Regions from separate parts of the Lactuca sativa genome. Here region 1 is linked to region 2. The links are chromatin contacts, called in public Hi-C maps. All regions are on one chromosome and are shown on one strand. Each heading gives the region's core, a stretch centred on a gene start, on an enhancer-like site or on the middle of the called end of the contact. The rest is flanking DNA. Distances are from core to core; before and after follow the strand shown.

Region 1 (3,271 bases), core at 684-3,183, 190 kb before region 2:
AAAATAAAAAGATAACGTACCTACACTACTCGGCCATACATGTCATGTTATCGGGAAGAGCAAACTCTTTCAAACCCTTTTTATATCCCAACTACCTTATAAGGAGCTTGGCATCGGTGGGTTGGGTTGATACGATATTTTCGAATCATTTATATAAATAGTTCAACTCGTTTAATTCATTTAAGTAAATATGTTGGGTTGGAATTTTCAACCCGTTGACACGTTTAAATATAATATACATTCTTATTCTATATTTCATTAAATATTAATTTTCACTTATAATATTGTATTATGTCTAAAAAAGAAAACCCTAATTTTAATTTCTAAAACTTTGGACATTGGTGTTGTATCAAGACTTTAGCCGTGAGGTTACAAACTCTAATCTCATTCTCATTCATGATCACGTGAAAATGGATGTGGTAAGTGCCTTTGAGTATATGAATATAAATTTGATCAAATCCTTCAATCATAAACAATACAATTGCAAACATAAAACAACTAAGAAACATGGTTTAAAAATCCAAATATAAATGAACATTAACTAAAATAATATACATGAAATGTCTCAAAAAAACCAATCCTTAGGTTGCCCAAAGGGTGAAAAAAGATGTAAAAACATCTAAATCTTATTAAATGTTCCAATTCCAAACACAAAAACTGCTCCATCCAATGAATCCACTTACTATCAATGCCTCTTAAAAAGCTTTGCTTAACCAATCACCACTCAAGTACCTGCATCAGAAAAATTTCCAAACCAGTTTTTATGTTTGAAAAAAGCATTTCAATATCATATAAAAAACTATGGTTTTCAACTTCTAATAATCAAAGAAAACTCAATAAGCATGCTAGATACCAAAAAGCATATAGCATTAATGCACCATTCTTTGAAGTTAACCAGATAAAAAAAAATGCAGATATTTATAAAAATCACAAACAAGATTCAAACTTATTTGGAAAGTTGTACAAAAACAAGGCTCAAAACTTCAAATTTCAAATAAAACTGCTACTTAAAACATTGGTTTCTTCCCAAGTTGATCTAACATCTGTTATAAGTTATAAAGATTCTGTCTTTGTTGGAAAGTTGTGTTATGAAGTTACAGAAAAGATTAAAAGGTAACAAAAAAAATGAGAAACCTACAATGTTGTATGTCTGTAGTGCCTTTTGATGCTTGAAATTGCTTGAAATCACCCATCTTTTCCATTCAATCCTACCAATAATCAAACAAATCCCAATCCCATTGTTTCTTATGTTAAAAAGAATTTAAATTTGAAAACACACATTACTCAAGCAGTCTAACAGCAAGAATCAGACAGCTAATTTACCTATATGCCTATAAACTAATGAAGAAAGACTGATTTCAAAATTGGGAATAGTGATTTCATTCAGGCAAATTTGAGTGAAGAAGAAGATGATGATAAGTGTTTGATGCGTGTCCTAGAAACAGCAAAAAACTCACTACTAGCGATCCTGACAAGAGCGGCAGAAGGTACCATGAGACAGCTCGCAGAACGCGCGCACATTGACAGTGAGGTGAGACGTCAGCCGAGCTCCGGCAACCATCGGCATCAGAGATTGAGCACATCCTAATTCTCCCAAGGTCCTACAACAAAAATTAAATCGAATTGAGAAATGACAACACTGAGAGAAGAGATATACGAGATTTAAGAAATTGGGTTAAGGAAATACCTAGGGTTACGGAGGCGGCTGGAGTGGACGCGGGGAGCGGAAACCTGAGGAGGACGGAGGCGAGGGAGGGGCGGCGGAGTAGAGCGGAAAGATGAATTTCTTGTGGCGGACATCAATGTCCTGGAGATCGAACCACGCCATGCCATTTCTCTGAGAATCACACGAAGAGATCTTGCGAATGCCACAAGGGTTTTAGCTTCACGATTCGTAGGGTTTCTCTTTCTCCTTTTCGCTTACCTAAATTAGTAGAGACTAGAGAATACATATTTTGAGTAAATTACAAAAGTCATCCCTACGGTATTGTTTTTTATCAATATAGACCCTAACTTTAATTTTTTGTCTTTTTTTCTTTCTTCAAAAATCTCTAGTTATGGTTTTCGATGACATTTTGTTTGAAAAATTAGCTGATAAATGAAAAATGTCGTTTTGATAAAACCACTAAGAAATGTAAAATGTCATTACATGAAAAATATAAAATGACATAAAGATAATGATTCAATATTATAAGACAAATACGTAATTTATTTTATTAAATTAAATGAAATCTCTTACATCCCATATCATACGAGGAAGAATACAAAAACCTCATCAAAATGTTATTACACGTGGCCAAGTAATCGAGTACAAATTCAAAAAAACTAAAGATTAAATGAATCAAAACAAAGATGTTGTCTTTATGCATCTTAGCTTCTTATCAAACGTGTATACTTTCCCAAATGTCATTTTAGCCATGATTGTACTTCCTCCATAATGCACTCTTTTTGTACAATTCTGATTCTTTAAACCTTCTAATTTGTTGCTTTTGGATAACCAAATACCAAATTGATGAAGATCACCTTCCTTCCATGAGATACTAACTGTTACATTCCCACGTGCTTTCAACCCTTTGACCGAACCCTTTGACCATTTGTCTCTAGGAAGTGCAGGAAGCAAGTACAAATCCTTCATCGTGCTCTGAACAAGCATCTCAGCTATCGCTGCACAAAATCTAACACCAACAAGGGCATTTACGTCTTTTTACATAGACTAGATATCAACAATGAGTTCCTACTTCCTATCTGTGTATGGATAAAGTCGCTAAATGGGTAATGATGTATGTCTATCAGGACAAAATGTTGTATACATAAGATTTGTTGTTTCTTTTTTAGATTGAATAAACCGTCTGAATGAGAGTAAATGACCATTTTACCCTTATATTCCAAAAAAACAAGTTTTATGATATTCATAAACTTTAAGGTGGGTGGAACAAAGAAGGGTGTAAAATGTAAATTCAGATTGTGCTTACCCGAAATTGGCATCAATTTGGAAAGGGGGGTGGGCTGTGAACAAATTACTATAAAGCCCTCCTTCATAATCACTTTCATGATCAGGGTCAACCAAGTCAAACAAGTGTTTGACCATTCGGTATGCATGTTCGCTGTTGTGAAGCCGGGCCCACAAAGCTGCTTTCCATGTAGTTGACCATCCGGGACCCTCCTCGCCTGTCACACAAGACCATTTTTTTTTTAAACTTTGACTTTTGAGGTCAAAAGGACTACTATTGACTTCTAAATATATACAAAATATTTTTGACATTCAGAATAA
Region 2 (3,621 bases), core at 737-3,236:
TATTGATTAATATGTTTAGTGTAAGAATAAGTAAACAACTTCGCATAGTTTTAATAAATTAAAACTATAATACAATAATTAAAAATTCACAAGTTTTTATATAATAACTAATACAGAATACTATTCTAGTACAGAGAAAACATACTTTTTCATAGTTTTATAGGAATTTAAAACTATATTATACTATTTAAGAACACAAATACATATACAATAGAAAATATAGGATTTTCTGGGTGAACATATTTACATTTTCCGAGAACAAATGACTGATTTCTTTTACAACATACTTATAAACTCACCAACTTAATTGTTGACACTTTTTTCAAAACTACTTGTATTTTCAGGAAATCAATAAACAGGTACTCGTAAGTTTTTGAGGAAGATCGATTTTCATATAATTATGTCTGTTAATATTACTTTTTGGTGTCAAATATACAATGATTTGAACACAGATGTAAAGTTATATTTTATAAATATAATGGATGTTGTACTATGATTACTATTATGCATTGTTGTGATACTACACATGAAGTCATCCACCCTCGAACGTTTCCGCCGTTCAGGTTTGAGGGTGTGACACAAACCTAGCAAGATCTAACAATTTCATTATCAAGATTCAAACTTTATACCTCTAGAAGAAAGATCAAGGTGGACAAAGTCTGGATCTACAAGCTCCAATGCAACCAACACTTCTTCAATGAGTTCCTTCTTCTCCAAGGTGCACCAAGAATACTCCAAAGCACCTAAAAAACCTTTTTTTGCTCACAAGGCTCAATCTAGGGTTAGGGTTTCAAGAGAGGGTGTTGGAGAGGTGGAGGCAGAGAATGGAATGAAATTGAGGAAGTTAAGGAGCTTAAATAGGGTTAAAACCATGAAAATAGGGTTTAGTCACTGATTCCTTACGCCCAACGTACTAGGAATGACCTAGTACGCCCAACGTATTCCCTGTATGCCCGGTGTACGCGGCTAACCCAAAAACTGTCCTAACTTCAAAGGGTCGTAACTTCTTCGTTCGAACTCCATTTTCGACGTTCTTTATATCTACCGAAAGGTATTGAAGAGCTCTATAATATTATATAAATATCTTGGACTAAAAACTTCTCGAACAACAATCCATATGTCATGCAAGAACCAGCCTATGACTTTTCCCGTTCTACCCTTCGGCCCAAAACACCATTCTTTTGTTATTTATTAATGTGTTAAGGCGCTTTTAAAATGATAAAAATATGGTTTCTATTGTAGGAATTGAATCAATTGCAGTGCCCCAACAAAATATCAATCCGCAACAAGCACAATGGATGTAGTAGTATCAAATCCCACCAATTCAGCAACAACCACAACATTTGTTTATACCAGGTCATCATCAAGTTCAACAACCATTTCCTATGGAGTCAGCTTATTTTGAAACTCCGATGACAATGTATCCAGCTATATAGAAACAAGAAGATGAAAGTGAAAGGCAGAAACCTATTGGTTAACATTCTCTTATACAATCTTGTATGTAATTTTAACTTAGCTAATATCACATATCCCATTATTTTACAAAATTGTTTGTATAAATTGATAAAAAAAATTGCAACTTTTTTTTATAGGTAGTAGTATTCCTACTACCTATCATTGTTCTTTTGGGGGCATGATTAGGGTTTTTGGCTGTTTGTAAGCTTGTCCTTACAGAAGATGGGTCAATCGATATGGGTTTTGCCCAATTTCTCTCATGGTTCTTCGGTATTGTAGCATCCAATATCAGGTATCTCATTTACTTTTTGTATATAATAATTAATAGTTAAAGATTATTATTTTTCCATGATTATTCATGTCTTTTTCTCATCTCCTTTTTTAACACAATTATTAGTTTAATTTGATGACGTGCTAATGAAATCTTATTAGTTAACTTGTCATACATCAACATGTATGTATCTATGGATTCTTTACTAACGAACTTACCACGGTGGACTTGGATTAGTGTTCAGGCCCAATCCAAAGTTCAGCCAAAGTTCGATTCAAGCTAATGTACCCGAAAAGAAAACCCGACATTTGTTCGACAGCTTGCAGCCGGATCTGAGATGCAGAGAGCCCTACGAATTTACGGGGAAGTCCTCCGGCTGGTGAGACGTCTTCCGGCGGATTCCAGGCCTTACTACGCCAAATACGCCCGAGAAAATTTCGTCAATTATAGAGAGGTGGATGCCAACGATGACACAGCTCTCGACGAGCTCTTCCTTCGCGCTTACAATCACTCTCTCTGGGTTCTTAATAAGGTCAGTTTTGGTTCATATCCCATGATCTTTTCACAACATTGATCATGTTAAATACGTCTTTGGTTTCTGGAAATTGTTTCAGTATTCAGTCGATCAGGCGGCAGCGAGTAAACTGAAGGAGATATGTGGTGGGGCTTGATGTGCTTTGTTGTACACCAACCGTTTGATAAAATGCCGCAGAGAGGCTATTTCTTAAACTCCTGTTATATGATTGATTATGCTATATTTTCTCTAATGTATTACTCCGTAGTACGTAGGATTTGACTACAAGACAATTGCTGTCATAATTATTTGGTCTTTTGTTATAATACTGTAACATATGATACTCAAAGAAAGATGATCAATTGCAGACAAGTCTCATGTTACATGGTCTCAACACATCATGGCTAAATTTGGAGTTGCAACACTTCTAAAAGTGACGCTCAAGATTTTCTTACAAATTTTATAAATAAAAATAAGTTCGACTATAACACTTTTGATGCAACACTAGTTTTAGAAGGGTTGAACTGTTATGATTCAACACTAATTTTTTGAAGTGTTGCACAGTTTTGGTGCAACATTTGTTTGTTGCAACACTTCAGAAAATGTTGCTTTATAATATTCCAAGACTTTTAATAAGTGGTGCAACATTATTTTCTTAATTGTTATGATACTTTTATTTATTGATCTGGTAACAAATTTTCTTAATAAGACATTTTTATGATGTTTATTTGTTGGATTATTTGATTGTGAGGGTTGTACCTTTGTGTGACCTATGTGTTGCTTAAAAATTTCCTTGTATGTTGTAATTTTATTTCCCATGTATCTATACAAATTAATATAGAAATTGGATATGGAAACTATAATTTTGAAGATCAGAGTCAACCAACAAGAGTCACGATAATTGAAGTCTTTGTGTGACGTCTATCCAAGTGTCACTTATTGATGGATATTTTAGTTGGACTCGAAATGTCACTTATTGTTGTTTTTATCCTAGAATAACCATGTTTTTCCATGTGATGACTCACAAAAAGAAGCATAATAGTTTTTACCTTTGTATATAGGGTTGTGTTGGTTATTTTATATTTTGTATAGGATCTATTAAGGCTCGAAAATCTTTCAAATATAATTAAAAGCCAACATCTTTTAATGAGTTAACAAATGATATTTGAAAAATAATAATAGGAAACTAAAAGTATGTTTTATAAACGAGTTTTATAATTGTTTAAAATGATCCATTTGCAAAACTTTAAGTCAAAGGAGGAAACAAAAACCTTTGCTCATTTGAATTGTAAATATCATGTTATCCAATTTGAAACATCTTTTGTGGGGGAAAGTACACAGCCCTATAATTCCAAGAAAAGGATATGTGTTTAAGAGATTA

Evidence for each region. Hi-C and Micro-C count contacts between places; a contact is called where the count stands out from the background.
Region 1: a Hi-C map of leaf shows a contact between it and region 2, with 7 times the contacts expected there. The contact joins the promoter of LOC111920549 here to the promoter of LOC111917114 in region 2. A contact is called at or near these places in 2 of 4 Hi-C or Micro-C datasets (both in leaf).

Annotation. Positions count from the first base shown.
Region 1 is chr9:204,647,983-204,651,253 of Lsat_Salinas_v11, reverse strand. LOC111920549 reads right to left here and starts at 1,933. Exons shown (of 4, transcript XR_002859925.3): 1 at 1,688-1,933; 2 at 1,458-1,601; 3 at 1,139-1,208; 4 at 512-732. It overlaps LOC111920548 (alpha-L-fucosidase 2), which reads right to left. Exons shown (of 10, transcript XM_023916128.3): 9 at 2,973-3,168; 10 at 2,189-2,675. The coding sequence ends at 2,342.
Region 2 is chr9:204,460,349-204,463,969 of Lsat_Salinas_v11, reverse strand. LOC111917114 (LYR motif-containing protein At3g19508) reads left to right here and starts at 1,986. Exons shown (of 2, transcript XM_023912773.3): 1 at 1,986-2,258; 2 at 2,341-2,612. The coding sequence starts at 2,064. The coding sequence ends at 2,397.